Linked DNA regions of Sus scrofa: region 2 is linked to region 1. Evidence: chromatin contacts called from public HiChIP or PLAC-seq data. All regions are on one chromosome and are shown on one strand. The core of a region is the stretch at or near the end of the contact, and the rest is flanking DNA. Distances in the headings are between cores, read along the strand shown. Region 1 overlaps ODF2L (outer dense fiber protein 2-like). Region 2 overlaps ODF2L (outer dense fiber protein 2-like).

Evidence for each region. HiChIP or PLAC-seq counts read pairs in DNA pulled down with a chosen protein or histone mark.
Region 2: an H3K27ac HiChIP or PLAC-seq map of skeletal muscle shows a contact between it and region 1. The contact joins two enhancer-like sites. A contact is called at or near these places in 1 of 5 promoter capture datasets (fetal liver), 9 of 47 Hi-C or Micro-C datasets (adipocytes, alveolar macrophages, blood and 4 more) and 2 of 2 datasets of contacts at active chromatin or transcription factors (alveolar macrophages and skeletal muscle).

What each region holds. Positions count from the first base shown.
Region 1 is chr4:129,424,928-129,429,959 of Sscrofa11.1, reverse strand. All of the region lies in intron 1 of ODF2L (outer dense fiber protein 2-like), which reads right to left. Among named protein-coding and RNA genes, the nearest start is that of ODF2L, 31 kb to the right of the region's middle. Within about 2 kb of position 3,014, at least 22 of the 83 cell types and tissues checked have an H3K27ac peak or open chromatin away from gene starts, as enhancers often do. A contact at or near this core is called in skeletal muscle, where this site is marked.
Region 2 is chr4:129,610,432-129,615,463 of Sscrofa11.1, reverse strand. The region is part of intron 2 of ODF2L (outer dense fiber protein 2-like); the gene reads right to left. Among named protein-coding and RNA genes, the nearest start is that of CLCA4, 20 kb to the right of the region's middle. Within about 2 kb of position 2,678, at least 21 of the 83 cell types and tissues checked have an H3K27ac peak or open chromatin away from gene starts, as enhancers often do. A contact at or near this core is called in skeletal muscle, where this site is marked.

The sequences.
Region 1 (5,032 bases), core at 1,765-4,264:
TTTTTTTTTTTTTTTTTTGCTTTTTAGCGCCAGACCAGTGGCACATGGAAGTTCCCAGGCCAGGGGTTAAATCAGAGCTACAGCTGCCGGCCTACACGGAGCCGCATCTGCAACCTACATCACAGCTCATGGCCTTCAACCCACTGATCGAGGCCAGGGTTTGAACCCTCATCCTCATAGATACTAGTTGGATTCATTTCCGCTGCACCACACAAGAACTCCTAAACTGCATTCTTGACCTCAAACAATTTACAGTCAAGTAGTAAAGACAGGTTAAAAGATAGTACTAACACTGCATAATATCTCTTCATCAATGTTAAACACCGCCAATAACACAAGCTTTTATTCACTAAAAGCTGTTACTTTTTCAATGGCTGCTATCAATCAATACACCTGCAGATGAGAGCACAAGATAAAGAAGAGACATCACAATATGAAAAGTTACAAACTGATGTTTTTGGTAGGTAAAATTATACTGAACCCACCAAGACCTGAAGTCAGCGATGACATGGTAGAAGCTGAAACAGAAGACTTAGCCGACTAACCTCTGGAGGGTCGTTTAACGTGCCAAGAGCTCCTCCTCCTGGCAATGACCCTCATGCGTTCCCACCTGGTAAAATTACAGACCTTGAGGCTAAATTCGAAGATCACACTCAGCTTTCATGGACAGCCCTGGCAATGTCCTGGATAAAGGAAAAGGTGAGTTTGATATTACACTTTAAAAAGTGTATACTAAAAGAAATCCCAGTGGCTTTCATTTGATAGTTTTTCTCATGTTCTATTTATAAATAAATGTAGAGATTTATGAGCCACCCATTTCCACTTGCGAACACTAAAGTTCCAAGATATCATGAAGTGGTCCAACTTATTTCTATATTTACTACACTAGAAGTCTAACTCTCATCAGATTTCCTTTTTTTTTTTTTTTTTTTTTCTGGCCACCCAGCAGCATACGGAGTTCCCCAGCCAGGGATCAGATCCAAGCTGCAGCTGCGACCTAAGCTGCAGCTGCAGCAACACAGGATCCTTCACCCACTGTGCTGGGCCAGGGATCAAAACTGTGTCCCAGCGGTCCCAAGACACAGCTGATCCCACTGTGCCACAGAGGGAACTCAGACTCTCATCAGATTCTGCTGTGCCAGACTGCTTCTCCCAGTACAAACCACCTTAGAGACTGCTCTGAGAAGACTGGGTGAGCAGCTTCCTGCCGCATTCTTCCTCCACCAGGAAAGGTCTTCCAGGTCTTTCCATGCTTGCACAGTTTCTTCCACTCATTGACCTTCCGCTGAAGTTTCAAACACTAAACTTACACTCAACGGTCAGTTGAACGCAGAAGACACTGCCTTTTTTTGTCTTTTTAGGGCCGTACCAGCAGCATATGGATGGAGGGTCCCAGGCTAGGGGTCGAATTGGAACTGTAGCCACCAACCTACACCACAGCCATAGCCACGCAGGATCCGAGCTGTGTCTGTGACCTAAAGCATAGCTCGCAGCAATGCCGGATCCTTAACCCACTGAGTGAGGCCAGGGATGGAACCCGCATCCTCATGGGTGCTGGTTGGGTTTGCTAACCACTGAGCCACGACGGGAACCCCCAGAAGACACTTCCTGCAAATAAACGGATAATTTTACAGAATGTGATGAGATACATTATTGGAAGGGCACTTCTAGTCGGGGATTAAGATCACAAGGTAGGTCTTGAAAGGTTTTCAGGGAAGACTATTGCTGATCTAAGTCTTGAAGAATGAGAGAAATTAGCCAAGTTGAGAGAAGATGGCCCAGAGAAAGAATTTGGCTGTGGAGTTTGAATTAAACTTCAAAGCCAAAATATCTCATTCAAAGTTCCTTACAATAAATTGTCCCTATTTCAGAAAGTTCAAATTAACTTTAGCTTTGCTTTAAATTAACTGGATGCAGTTAGTATTTATTGAATGCCTATCATATTCCAGTATTGTGCTAGACTAGTAGATTCTTATGGGGTAAAGCCAATTTTGCTATTTTCCCTTTAAGGTGGTAAAATAAAAGCAAGATGCATATCAATAAACAATTATCTCAGAGGCTGTCAGTGCTAAAAAGCCACATATTCAATACTCTTTCTCCTGGATTATAAAGGCCCTCACTATAGGCTCTCAAATGAAAAGAGATTTTTCAGTCTTTCATTTCCTATGTAGTATTTCTAAAAGCTATATTTCTGTCATTATTACATAAGGAAAAAAATCATTTTAAAAACAAAGGAGACAGAACACCCACAAAGAGCTCTCTGTACTTCAGTGTTAAAATTCTTATTACGACTGTTTCTGGAATACATTATATCCTTAAAGATATGGTGAAATTAAAAAATACTTCCACTGAAAAAGCCATAAATAAAATTACCTGGCCAAATATTTAGCTCTAAATTGAGCTCGGTGAAGACCAAGCCTTCAGTTCAAGATTGGGTTCATACTAACTGTCCCTTATGCTGACTACAGGAACTAAAAGAAGGAAGAAAGTCGTTCATACGTGCACTTGGAACAGAAAGAACTTTAGTGCCTAACTGCAAATGCCTAAAATAAGTGGGATCTTATGTCTCCCTTTCCTTGTGACAAGTAGGAAGAGACTGTAGTTGCCATCAAAATTTACCCTTAGGCAATGTAAAAGAAGGTAGTAGCAGTATCTCAAAAAATAGATGAATATCTATATAATTTTGAATGAAGAACTTAAATTTTCTGAGACTCAATTTCCATACCTGTCAAATACGCACATTAGACTAGATGTCCTAGAATTACTAAAACAAGTAGATATAATTCTAATTTTATGATCATCATTTTGGACCTCAACTAAATAACTGTACTGATGGTCGATTTTATATTTTTATTGGCGTATAACTGACCTATACCCCTGTTAGTCTCAGGTGTACAACACAGTGACTTGCTATTTGTATACATCACAAAACCATCACCATGGTAAGTCCAGTTACCACCCGTCACCACACAAAGTTACTGCAGTCTTAGCGACTACAGTTCCCAAGCTGCACATACCGTCCCCATGACTCACGTATTCTGTAACTGGAAGCTGGCATCTCTTAATCTCCTGAACCTATGACACTCAAACCCCGCCTCCCTTCTCCTTTGGCAAATACTTGCTTGCTCTGTGTATCTGGGTCTTTTTTGTTATGTTCATTCATTTGCTTTGTTTTTTAGTTTCCAAATATAAGTGAAATCACAGTGTATTTGTCTTTTTCTATCTGACTTGTGTCATTTAGCAGAGTATCCTCTAGGTCAATCCATGTTGTCACAAAAGGCAAGATTTCATACTTTCTTTCAGCTAAGTAACATTTAACTGTGTGTGGGTGTATATATGTGTGTGGGTGTATACACTTACACCAAATCTTTACTGTTCATCCATCAGTGGACATTTAGGCTACTTCCATACCTTAGCTATCATAAATAATGCTGCAATGAACAAAGAAGTACATACATCTGTTTGAATTAGCATTTTTGTTTTCTTCAGAAAAATACCCAGAAGTGGAATTGCTGGATCGTATGGTAGCTCTATTCTCACTGTTTTGCAGAAGCCTCCACACTGTTTTCCACAGTGGCTGCACCAACTGACATTCCCACCAACAGTGCACGAGGTCCCCCTTCACATTCTCACCAACACTTGTTATTTGTTGTCCTTTTATAATATCTATTCTGACCGGTGTGCAGTGGTTTCGATTTGCATTTCCCTGATGATTAGTGACACTGAGATCTTTTCATGTGTCTGCTGAGGCCTAGAGTAATTTGGGAGGTCAGATATAAGCTCAACACAGTATCAGATACTCTAGTTGATACTAAAGGGGTATAAAACATACCTCTGCCCTCAAGAATAATACGCTCAGATCAAAAAGATAAACTGGGAGTTCCCGTCGTGGCGCAGTGGTTAACGAATCCGACTAGGAACCATGAGGTTGCGGGTTCGATCCCTGCCCTTGCTCAGTGGGTTAAGGATCTGGCGTTGCCGTGAGCTGTGGTGTAGGTCGCAGACACGGCTCGGATCCCGCGTTGCTGTGGCTCTGGCGTAGGCCGGTGGCTACAGCTCCGATTCGACCCCTAGCCTGGGAACCTCCATATGCCTCGGGAGCGGCCCAAGAAATAGCAACAACAGCAACAACAACAACAACAGACAAAAAGACAAAAGACAAAAGACAAAAAAAAAAAAAAAAAAAAGATAAACTGAACCGCCATAAACTGGAGCGCCCTCTTCCATGCACTGGAGTTCTGGAAGAGAGTCACTATGGATGAAACACATGCAAGAGACTTCATAAAGAAGTCAGGCCTCCTACTGGGCCTTGAAGAATACGTATGATCTGCACAGAAAGGGAGAGGGACGCGTATTCCAGGGAGTCATGACAGGGAGAGAAGGAACCACGTGTGATAAAAGTCAAGACAGCAAAATCTCACAATGAAATATATGAACTAAAGCAAGGGATGATGGATGGATGGGTAGATGATAGATAGGTAGGTAGATCCACTTAAATGGGACACAGAGTGGACGGGAAAAGTAGTGGGTGGATCGACGGATAAGGCCCATCTATTAACAAACCGAAAGCTTAAGGCACAGGGCCCGAATTGAAAAAAATAAAGTCTTCACTTCAGAAAAAGACATTTGATGTTTTATTGTTCACAGCATATTGGAAAGTAAGACTTCATTTCTATGTCAGTGGCTCTAGAAGGTTTTTGTTTGTTTGTTTTTTGTCTTTTTGTCTTTTTGCCATTTCTTGGGCTGCTCCCGCGGCATATGGAGGTTCCCAGGCTAGGGGTCGAATCGGAGCTGTAGCCACCGCCCTACACCACAGCCACAGCAACGCAGGATCCGAGCCGCGTCTGCGGCCTACACTGCAGCTCATGGCAACACCGGATCCTTAACCCACTGAGCAAGGGCAGGGATCGAACCCGCAACCCCATGGTTCCTAGTTGGATTCGTTAACCACTGAGCCATGATGGGAACTCCAGACACAAGATAAATTTATAAAAAGTCAATAGCACCAGTCTGACATGTAAAGAGCTAGAGG
Region 2 (5,032 bases), core at 1,429-3,928, 190 kb before region 1:
TCAAAGCTACTAAAATACAAAGCTTTTTCCTGTCTTTCACAGTGTTCATTGGTTTGTCATTGTGCTTTTTATTTGCTATTTAAAGTTATTCTAAATTTTAAAAAGCCACAATTTTAAAGTATTCTTATGACTTTTACCCTTCATCTTTAGATGGGGCAATGCTAGTTCTAAAGGCACATATAAGAGCATTTAAATTGCATGTGGAATACACACTTTGTAATTTATAGCTCCTACACATATATATTTCATTCTTGCCACAACAGTGAAAACCCTGCACAAAAAACGAATGCAAGTGTTTTTATTTCACATCTGGCCCTACGCGCGCTACCTCTGGCTCACTGGTGAATAAGGAAAGGCAGAAAGGAAAGGGAGCCATGGGTTACTCTTTCTTCCCCTTCCTTCTGTATCAGAATTGCCAACATAAGCAGTTGGCTAAAGAAGGGAAAAACATGAGTAAGAACAGATGTGGCACCACGTCTCGGTTGTTCGTGTGTCTTAGCGTGTCGCTGCCTTCTTCCTGCCTCAAGGTTCTGGGCTAGACTGAAAGCACATCCTCTCCAGGCTGTCGGGCGCCGTCTACTCAGACCCACTCCCTTGCGCCTCGCTGACATCCAACACTGCGGGAGCGCACTGGACACCACGACCGCTAGAGGCAGGCAGAGCGGCAGGAGCGCTGGACACATGCATTGCACGTGTCTGCTCCGCTTACGTGCATGAGCCATTGTCCCATCACACTCCACTTACGAAACCTAAGTTCAAAGACAAGGTTCCTAAGAATTTCAAGACAACGAGAGCAGAGCATTAGGCAAAGCATAGCACCTTTCCAAGTGCAGGCCTATGTGACCGCACAGGCCTCTCACAGGCCAGCTCGGGGCAAGGGCGGGGCCCTCCGAAGCCATAGGCTCTCGTATCCAAAGGTGGTTAGACAGGCAGCTAAGACTCGCAGTTAAGTCATCTGCCTGCAATCTCAGTTGGTAAGTGACTTAAGTCGTGTTTAAACCAGAGTTAGTCAAAATCTGGAGACCAATCTCTTTAATCAGTTTACTACACCTCCTCTGAAACAGAGGCTCAGCTGCATGCCTCGGATTTTCAGGCCTTCTTTTTTCTGCCGCCAATAAGCGTGTCTAGGTTGATTCTTTGGCTAGAATTGCAGCCAAAACATGGCCGCAATTATACTAAAGCTATTCATAATTATTAGCCTGATGGAGAGAAGATGCAAGCAACTTTTCTTAGCAGTGATATTAGACTGCACGGCATAAGAATAATAAGACTATTTATTATTATTTATAGTAATGATAACAGCTAACATTTACTTAGCACTTACTAAGTGTCAGATACAACTCTGAGAGCCTCTGCTGTATTATCTCATTTTATTTCACAGAAACGGTGTTAGTATTAGTATTACCATTATTCACATTTTACAGATGAAGCAGAGGTCCAACAAACCGAGTGAGTGAGGTCGCACAGCTGGTTGGCTACAACGTCAGCATGCTGAACCCAGGAAGTTTTTTTGGTTGGTTTGTGTTTTGTTTTGTCCACAAAATAGGGAAAATCTAAAGTTTATTCATATTCAAATTTGCTAAATTAATACTGTATCTTTTTTTTCTTTTTCTTTTTGGCCACACCCATGGCATATGGAAATTTCTAGGCCAGGGAATGAACCTGCAACACAGCAACGACCTGAGCTGCTGCAGTGATAATGCTAGGCCCTTAACCCACTGTACCACAAGGGAACTCCAATACTGTATCTTTTTTAAAATTGAAATATAGTTAATTTTAAAATCTTATGTTAGTTTCAGGTGTACCCCAAAGTGATTTGGTTTCAGTGTATGTGTGTCTTTTTCAGTTATTTGCCATTATAGGATATTGCAAGATATTGAATAGTTTGATTGCTATACAACAGATCCTTTTTTATCTATTTTTTATATAGCAGGTGTATCTGTTAATCTCATACTCCTAATTTATTCTTCCTTCCTTCCCCTACTACCCACTTTGGCAATCGTAAGTTTGTTTCCTATGTCTGTGAGTCTGCTTATGTTTTATAGATAAGTTCATTTATATCATTTCTTAGATTCCACATACAAGTGGTATCATATAATATTTGTCTCTGTTTGACTTACTTCACTTAATATGACACTCTCTAGGTCCACCCACGTTGCTGCAAATGGCATTACTTCATGTATACACACACACATCTTCTTTTTCTGTTCATCTGTCGATGCACATTCAGGTTGTCTGCATGTCTTGGCTCTTGGCAACAGTGCTTCTATGAAAAAGCTCCGTCTTTAACCTCATTGTTTACCGTGTAGTCAAGGTTCCACATGCAGGAAACATTTTGTTTCATTCACTGTCCTACGCGCCTCCCTCACCTGCACTTTCAGTAAAAGGCCAGGAACCAGGAGATAAGGAAAAAAACCGGCTGACTCACAGAACTGGTGCAGGAACTGTTCTCAGCACAGCTATTAACTTTGGAATGGAGTGTCAACCAAATTTGCCCTCAGAGTACAGTGTTTATTGCCTAGCTTGCTTGCTTGTTTTGTCTTCCTGTTCTAACGCCACTAGAATGCAGATCAAATTTGCTAATATAGCGTGACCCAGCTGCCTAGGGAGTTCTGTCATTGGGTTTTACTACTGGGTACTCTGTGCACACATGCGTCAAATATGCATCCTGGCAGTGAATCAGTGGTCCTGAAGCGTAAACAAGGACAAAGTTCACCAAGAGTAACAGTGGGAAGGTCCCAGGCACCACGGTCGATTTGAGTCGCTCGCTCTGTTTCCTCGTCGGAGAAGAGCAGAGAAGTGCTGTGAGCGACCCGCTGAGGGGCAACGACAACAACAAAGTCTTTTTTACTAAATGAAAATAACTAAAATAATGCTATTTTGGAGTTCCCATTGTGGCTCAGTGGGTTACGAACCTGACTAGTATCCATGAGGATGCGGGTTCGATCCCTGACCCCGTCAGTGAGTTAAGGATCCTGTGGCTGTGGCGCAGGTCGCAGACACCGCTTGGGTCCCGCGCTGCTGTGGCCCTGGTGTAGGCTGGCAGCTGCAGCTCCGGTTCAGCCTCTAGCCTGGAAACTTCTATATGCCACAGGTGTGGCCCTCAAAAGAATTTTTTTTTTTTTTACTTTTGAAACTAACAAAGATATATTTAAACGTCGATATTTGTAATGAGGCGTAGACTCTCACATTCCATCTATGGACTGAGGGCACTGAGTTTCTAGAAAGCAAGGGGCAATGTCAAGGGCCATAAAAATCTTCACCCTTTGACACATCAGTGTATGTCCCGAAGTCCATCATAAGGAAAGAAGTCAAGTCGCAGCAGCATCTGAAAGGTACTCCAGTTGGAAACAATCTAAACGTTGAACAATGACCGTAAGTTACATTGTATTCATGTGATGAAATTCTGCTCCATCCTTCTGGCTTATGAAGTATTTACTGATGGAAGAAAAGGCTTTAAGAACATTGGGCCGGTTCCTTATCTCTCTGTGCTACAGCTTCTCTGTGGCGCAGGATGAAGGCATCGTAGGAACAGAGTGAAGATGAACTGAACGAAGAGGCGTCAGAACCGGCTGGCACAGCGGGGCCTCTGCGTCAGCATCGGTTATCTCATCGCCTCCTTCATCATCTGCCTTCTCCTTCCAACCTGGTCTCTTGGTAGAATGTTTAAACGGCGTCCAGTTTTCAAATGTTGACAAAGTGGACAGATTGAATATACAGTGTGTATATGCATGTGGATTTACATTACACACAGTAATAGGAAATTAAAGTTTCTTTCTTTAACCCTTTAATGTTTTCCAGTTTTTTAACAATAAATATGTATCATCAGAACACAGATTTTTACATATTGGAAACAAATCCACATAATGCAAATGCCAGAACATATTGAGAAACAAAAAAAAGAAGGATGATGCGAGAAACACAAAATGGCATCAAAGAGTGGGCCCAGAGAAGGCAGAAAAGCAGCCAGAAATGAGGGTATGAGTCTACACGGTTCTGCAGCATAAGGACAGCACCTCGGCACAGCCTCAGGCTGCAGGCATGTCAGACACCACACACTCGACAGAGATCAGCAAATTTCAAAAAAAAAAAAAAACAAAAAACAGCTGCATTGGTCTCCAGAGACGATCCCAAAATTGATTTACAGAATGATGGCCCGAGTGTGCAGCTGCACACGTCACGTTGTCGCCTTAAGGAGAAGATGCCGCAGAGACGCCAGCCCGGGAGACCCTCAGCAAGGACAGTGAATGAGGTTCTTCGCCCCCTTCCAATACTGATCACCATGTTAATTTATTTGGGATGGATTACCAAAATAATTCTAATTTAGCCTAAATCGACACTTCTCTTCCGTGAAAATATTCGTGTGCCTCAATAAAAATTTGCCCCATTGGATAAAGATTTGGGGTCTTGGATCCTGGAGCCACTGGGGGCACTGGTAAAGACGGTTGCCACCCGCCCTCACTCATACCCCAGAACATCACCCATCTTCTCGGCATTCTAGTCAACATACTCTCTTTTAGAAAGACAGCATGCAAAGAGTTAAATTCATTTTCCAACTAAATGAATTAGGCTTCAGTCACCTGGAAAGTTCCGTGGCATTATTTATTCCTGATTGAGGCTGGACAATCAAGCATGTCATACACCCATACAGATAATACCAAGGGATTTCAGATTGGCTGAGACTGGTTCTCCCGGAGCTGCCTGTATAGCAGCTTAATGCATCTGCCATCCAGGGCTCTCTCACCTTGGGACCATCTCAGACTTTAGGAAATCCTCCAGAGAGTTTCAGAATCTGATCCAGGTAGACAAAGTTGCCAGCAAGACTGATTCTGTATAGGTTCTTGGATAATTCGCAGTAAGGCTGATTCCGGGTTCTCCCAGAGACTCACTTTCTGCAGGAACAACAATTCAGCGGCTCCAGTAAATCTCTGGACCGGATGGAGAGGTCCTTTTGCTACTCCAGTTTTCTTACGCTTCAAATGGATGGCACTACTGCGAAAATAATACAATCACATGCTCAGAAAATGAGGGA